Regions from separate parts of the Sus scrofa genome. Here region 1 is linked to region 2. Evidence: chromatin contacts called from public HiChIP or PLAC-seq data. All regions are on one chromosome and are shown on one strand. The core of a region is the stretch at or near the end of the contact, and the rest is flanking DNA. Distances in the headings are between cores, read along the strand shown. Region 1 has its middle 170 kb from the start of ZFP36L2. Region 2 overlaps THADA (thyroid adenoma-associated protein).

Region 1 (2,915 bases), core at 218-2,717, 390 kb after region 2:
CTGACTTTGTTTCTCTCCTCGGCGACTCTGTTGCTATAGCTACAGCCACATCACCCAGCCATCCTTCCTGAGGGGAAGCTGGGCAGGAATTTTTGTGCTTTAAAAAGTTGTTATTGTCTGAGGGGAAGCAGACCAAAAAAAAAAGAAAGAAAGAAAAGAAAAAAGGGGTGTTTTATCTGCAGACTGGAACTGGCTTTTCCTCCCAAACTAATGGAGTTCCCAAGGAAGGAATTCGTGGGGCACTTGGGTCCAGAGGAAGGACAAGGGCCTGGAATGCCTGTCCCTCTCGTGTATAGACTGGCAGCTCTCTCGATGCCCTCAGGCTGGCTTCCTTGACTGCCTCTGCCATCTGACTAGAGTGTGAGGACCCAGAGGCCCTGCCCCACCCCCAGGTCTGAGCCGGCCCTGGGAGCCCAAGGAGGGCCCTGGATGGGTGTTGCAGAGCCCAGTGTTTCTTGCGGCCAGCTGCTCAAGAGTCACTTCTGTGGCTCTCTTCTCAGTCATCGCTACCCCATCCCCTCCCATGCTCCAGACCACTCCCCCCCCCCCAAGGTTCTGGGGCCTGGGACTTGGAGATCCACTGCAATTTCCTCAGCCTGGCGCTGTGGCCACCCCTCCAGCCGAAGGCACAGAGGTGGAAGCAGCCCAGTGCGCCCAGCTCCCTTCCCAACCCACATGCACACTGGGCTGCTTCCACCTCTGTGCCTTTGCTCACGCTGTTCCCGGGCCTGGAGCGCCCTCGCTTCTCTCCACTTAGCATCCTTCCCGACCCAGGACTAGTCGCACCTCCCAGCCGCCTGGCCCAAGTGCCCACCCGACACTGGCCTCTCCTCCGCCCCCTGCTGTCCCTCCAAGACCAGGTGCTGTCACTTTGTGGTGACCAACATCTCCACACAGACACACGGCTGGGTGATGGATGAGGCTGCAGCGGCTCCCTTCCCTGCTGCGGCCGTGGTCAGGAGATCGCCCCTTGAAGAAGCCTGATATTTTCCAGGAATTTCCTGAGGGGAGGGGACCAAGCACTCTGGAATGAGAGCCAGCTGTGGGGTTGAGGCCTGGGGTCGGGGGTAGGGTGGGCTCTGGGCTTCCTGGCTGAGTCAGCGACCCTCCCCGGGAAATTTATGGGCTGAGTCAGGGTGGGGGAAGCAGGGGTGGGGGTGGGGAAGGGGGTGGGGGTGACTTCTAGGAAGTCTGTCAAGGGGAGGGCAGCCGGGCTGACTGGAAGTGAGACTGGCCGAGTCGGCGCAGACCTCGTCTCCCCTCCAGCTCTGCTTCTCCTGCCTGGAGCCAGTAAAGGCAGCAGCCAAGAGTTGGGGGAATGCAAGGCTGCAGAAGCAGGAAGCCTCTGGCAGGGGCCATGAAGACAGGAGGCATGGCTGGTGGCTGGCAGGGAGTGGACCAGGGCAGGCTTACGGCTAAGTTGGGGCTGAGGAGAGCTGCTGGCCCTGGCGCCCCAGCCTGAGAGCCACCCGTGCTCCCTTCCCTCCCTGCCAGATGCCTTTCCCAGCAGGCCTGGCCTGCACTGAAACACAGACCTGGCTTCTGATCTCCCTTCTGCTGTGGACCTGCTGGGCGACAACGGGCTCAGGGCCGCCTCCTCTCAGCCTCCAGTCCTCAGTTGGGCAAGACGGCCTGGCTCCTCCGAGCCCTGATATGGGGCTACTCAGCTACAGCCAGGGTGTCCGGTCCATTGGCAGTGGCTTGGAAAACAAGACTCGGCAAAAACAAGCCCAGGAGAGCTGCCCTCTGAGGCCCACTGCAGGGCTCGGCCTTGAAGGGAGATAGGGCTGGGGTAGGGGGGCCATCAGGGGAGGCTGAGCCTGGTCACCGTCGCCTCCAGGTTGGAAGAGCTGTGTGAGGTGAGGGGCGGGGCGCATCATCACACACGGGTCCCCAGCCTCACGCTCCAGAGTCCTAGCAAAGACCTGTTTCTGCCCACATCACCCGGAATGGGGCCTGGGGTCCCACAGAAAGATGAGTCCTGATCTAAGCTCCCAGGAGGAGCTGTCTCTTGCTAAGAGGGCATGGTGGAAGGGTCCCCTGGGGGGTAGAGGCCCAGCTTTCCCATGTCATTCATGCACAGCTGTTGCATCACCACATCTGTTGCAGAATCATCCCACAGCAGATTCCAGTGTGGTCCTGGGGCTCCGCAGGCCCTGGTCTCAGCATGTTGGAGGGGCCCCCGGATTGCTGTTTCTCAATCTGGCTCACAGCTCAAAGTCTTCATGCTGGGGAGGAGTCCCTGTAAGGACAGTACATTACACAAACCCCAAATTAGGATGTGAGATCTGAAGAATCTGGGGGATGTGTGATACTTTGTAAAGGTATCCATAAGGAGTCTCAATTTGCATGTGACGAATGAGCCGCTCTTCGTGTTGGACCAGCCAAGATGAGATCAAATCTGAACAGGAGCGTCCTGAGCACATGCGGGGGTCAGTGGCAGAGCCTCCATCACCACCCACCTCATGCCCTGGCTGCTCTGTGGGGCAGCGACAGCAGGTAGAAGGCTGTGGAAATTACTTGGGCAAGAGATGCCAGAGCAGACATGGGGCAAGGTGATTGGGTTCTGGAATAAGTTGGAATCCAGCTGATGGGATTCTTGGACTGACTATGGGGTCTCAAGAAAAGACTCAAGGTCAAGTCCAAGGTTTTGGCCGGAGCAACTGAAGGGATGAAGTTGCCATTAACTGAGATAGAGAATGATTTTCGTTGAGCTTTAATAAATGGCTTTTGTGGTCAAAAGTCCAGAAATCAGGATGGCTGGAGCTAAGCAGGGCATCTGTGGGGGCCCTACCACCCACAGGGATCTCTGTCTCATCACACCACCCACCACAGTCCTGAGGGTCCCAAGAGGCCCTGGTGGAGAAAGAAGGAGGCCTACCAGTCTGCCTCTGGTGGAAGAGGGGTAGCAGCTG
Region 2 (2,920 bases), core at 325-2,824:
TAGGTTACTGGCATTGTGCGGGTAGTAGCATTTTAGATACGATATTAAATATTTTTCTGGCCATGTTAATAATGTGGGTTCTTTGAGTTAGGTCTTATATTTTCTCATAGGCAGATGACTACAGAAAATAGATGGAGAGAGCTGAGCTTTTTACTGGGGTATTATTCATCATCAGAAATGTTGTGGAAAAATTAACTTTTTTTTAAAGTGTTATTCGATGATATAAGCACAAAGAAATAAAACAGTTGGTGGTAATATTAGAAGTATGAAAAAAGCTGTGTTGTGTGGATGTGGTTAGACTATAGAGCTCAGTTTGAGAGGAAGTCATAGAGGGAATTACTACAAAGTTAGTGAAAATTGTCTTATTTTATGAATAGAGACCATATCTCCTTTAGCCCTCCACTAGGAAATTGGGTAATGATTTTGAATATCTAGTTTTAACATTGTAAATGTTGGTGTTATGCCATGAATATGTCTTAACCTTTATTGTATATACATTTTTACATTAGGTGAGAAATTCATCCACGCTTCTCTTCAGTACCTTGATCACAAGGATATTTGGAGTTAAAAAGGGAAAGGATGAACTTTCCAAAAAAAATAGGTAAGCTTCATCTAATGCTAACTTCCCTTTTTACAAAATATTGTCGTGGCCAAAAATAATTTTTGGAATTTCACTTACTTTTATAGATTCCTCTAGAGTATATAACTATAAAAACACTATAGTAAATTAATCTATGCTGCCAAGTTCTAAACCCTTGGGTAAAAATATCTACTGTTTAAATAAGTGGACCTTTCAGAGCAACAAAAATATAGCAAGGTAGCAAGGACTTGAAATGTAGAGCTCGTTTCCCAGTGCAACAGCTAAAGTTTTGTTGATTTGCATCTTCTTCGAGTATTCCCGAGATGTCTTAAATTGCTTTTTCTTGATATGTCATCAAGTACTGGCTCGTGCCATATTGTTGCTTTTATAGTAACTGGAAGTTTAAATGTTTATGATGTGCTCATCAGAACACGCCCCAGATTACATTGCATTAAGCTCTCACCAAGGTGAGCAGTTGCAAATGTTGGCCACACGGGATAAACAGTGCTTGTTTACTTTTAGGTCTTTGTTGTGTTTGTTCCCTAAGAGGTTTTTCTGTTAAGGTTTTTTTTTTTAAATGTCTGGAAAAAAACTTACTGAAACACTTTGATTATGAGGAATTTTTAGATACAATGCATAAGTTCTGTTTGGTGGTTTTTAAAGAGAAGCTTTGAATAGTTTCTTTAGTACTTAGGCTGGTTTTAATGGTAGTCTAGTGGCTTGCATGAGTTAACACTAGATGTCACTGTCGCTGCATGCTTAATTACTTTTAACTTCAGGATCTGATTTGGCCCAGTGGTCTTCCTCTGGATGAACTAGAGATAAATCAAGCTCCATTCCTCTCCTACCTAAAAAAGTGGATGATCGCACTTTTAATTTCAGTTTTAATCTGTTGTTTATTAAAATATGTATTCTTGGCAGTTCCTGTTGTGGTTCAGCAGTAATGAATCCAACCGATAACCATGAAGATGCTGGTTTGATCCTTGGCCTCACTTAGTGGGTTAAGGATCTGGCATTGCCATGAGCTGTGGTGGAGGTCACAGACGCAGCTTGGATCTGGCATGGCTGTGGCTGTGGTGTAAGCCAGCAGTCGCAGCTCTGATTCAACCCCTACCCTGGGATCTTCCATGCGCCACATTTGCAGCCCTAAAAAGCATATATATATATATATATATATATTCTTATGATGGAACTAGGTCTTAGGAATTAGAAAATATCATGAAATAATTTTGTAATACACTATAAGTAATTCTGGTGAAACCTTCTGGTAGTTCTGAATTGTCATTTAAATTGCTACATATCACCCTATAAAATTCAATAAATATTTAAATGGAAAGCAGTTGGCTATAAATGTGTGAATCCCTTGAGTATATTAAGGAAAGGCTAGAGAAGTTTTTTTTTTTTTCAGCTGAGTTGTATTTTTCATAACGATCACATTATTCCTTTGAAAGGATGATTAGTAAAAAGATGATTTTTACTATTTAGCTGATTCCTAAATAAATTCTTCCTGTCACTAGGTTGAAATCGCTGATATGTGTTTCTTTTTAGGTTTGTTTATTTTGTTAATAATTCAGTTGTGCTAAGGTTTAAAACAGTTTGGTCATATTATAATGTAAGGCCATGATAAGTAGTGTAAATAAAATACGGTATGAGGTTTATCAAGCAAGTGAAATTGATGTTTAAAGCTGAATTCAAAAAATGAAGAAATGCTTTTTTTCTCTTTTACTTTTTATGAAGAGAATGATTCTTGGATGTGTATACAAGTTTTACTATGTACAGGAGAAAATGATCAGATTCATTTTGCATAGGTTACATCTGAAACAGGGTGGAAGAGTAGCACATAAAAGCACATAGTCCTAGTCTCTTTGCCACAGCATGCTTATGGCAACCCCATTATAACTTCATTCCTCTCAAATAAGGAAGGTTACAAAATATATAGCTTTCCTAGAAAGAGGGAAATGGAATAGTCACGTAATTGTTTTGAGTAAAAGCTAAAAAGTGAAATGAAGGCATTAAGAAGTTAATTTTTTAATGTGATGAGCATCTTTGGTAAGAGTTTTTATTTCAGTAATCTGAAGGTTGGTATATCTCATTACATAGACAATGCTTTTATTCTCTGTTTAATCCTTAAAGGGTATATTTCTTGGCAGCATCCACTGGATTTGCTTTGCGAAACTTTGAGTGTCTTACACTTGCCATTATTTGTTATGGTTCTTTTAGCTGTAGTTTATTTAATTATGCCACTTTTGGTCAAAATGTTTATATACCTGTCCCCTACAATATTAACTCCCTGAGGGTGGAGCCTTTTCCTTCTAGTCTGTGTATATATGGTGGGCACTG

What was found. HiChIP or PLAC-seq counts read pairs in DNA pulled down with a chosen protein or histone mark.
Region 1: an H3K27ac HiChIP or PLAC-seq map of skeletal muscle shows a contact between it and region 2. The contact joins two enhancer-like sites. A contact is called at or near these places in 3 of 47 Hi-C or Micro-C datasets (embryonic fibroblasts, epiblast stem cells and skeletal muscle) and 2 of 2 datasets of contacts at active chromatin or transcription factors (alveolar macrophages and skeletal muscle).

The regions. Positions count from the first base shown.
Region 1 is chr3:97,364,319-97,367,233 of Sscrofa11.1, forward strand. No RefSeq gene overlaps it. Among named protein-coding and RNA genes, the nearest start is that of ZFP36L2, 170 kb to the left of the region's middle. Within about 2 kb of position 1,468, at least 20 of the 83 cell types and tissues checked have an H3K27ac peak or open chromatin away from gene starts, as enhancers often do. A contact at or near this core is called in skeletal muscle, where this site is marked.
Region 2 is chr3:96,971,472-96,974,391 of Sscrofa11.1, forward strand. It overlaps THADA (thyroid adenoma-associated protein), which reads left to right. Exons shown (of 40, transcript XM_021088406.1): 28 at 510-601. Among named protein-coding and RNA genes, the nearest start is that of THADA, 100 kb to the left of the region's middle. Within about 2 kb of position 1,575, at least 9 of the 83 cell types and tissues checked have an H3K27ac peak or open chromatin away from gene starts, as enhancers often do. A contact at or near this core is called in skeletal muscle, where this site is marked.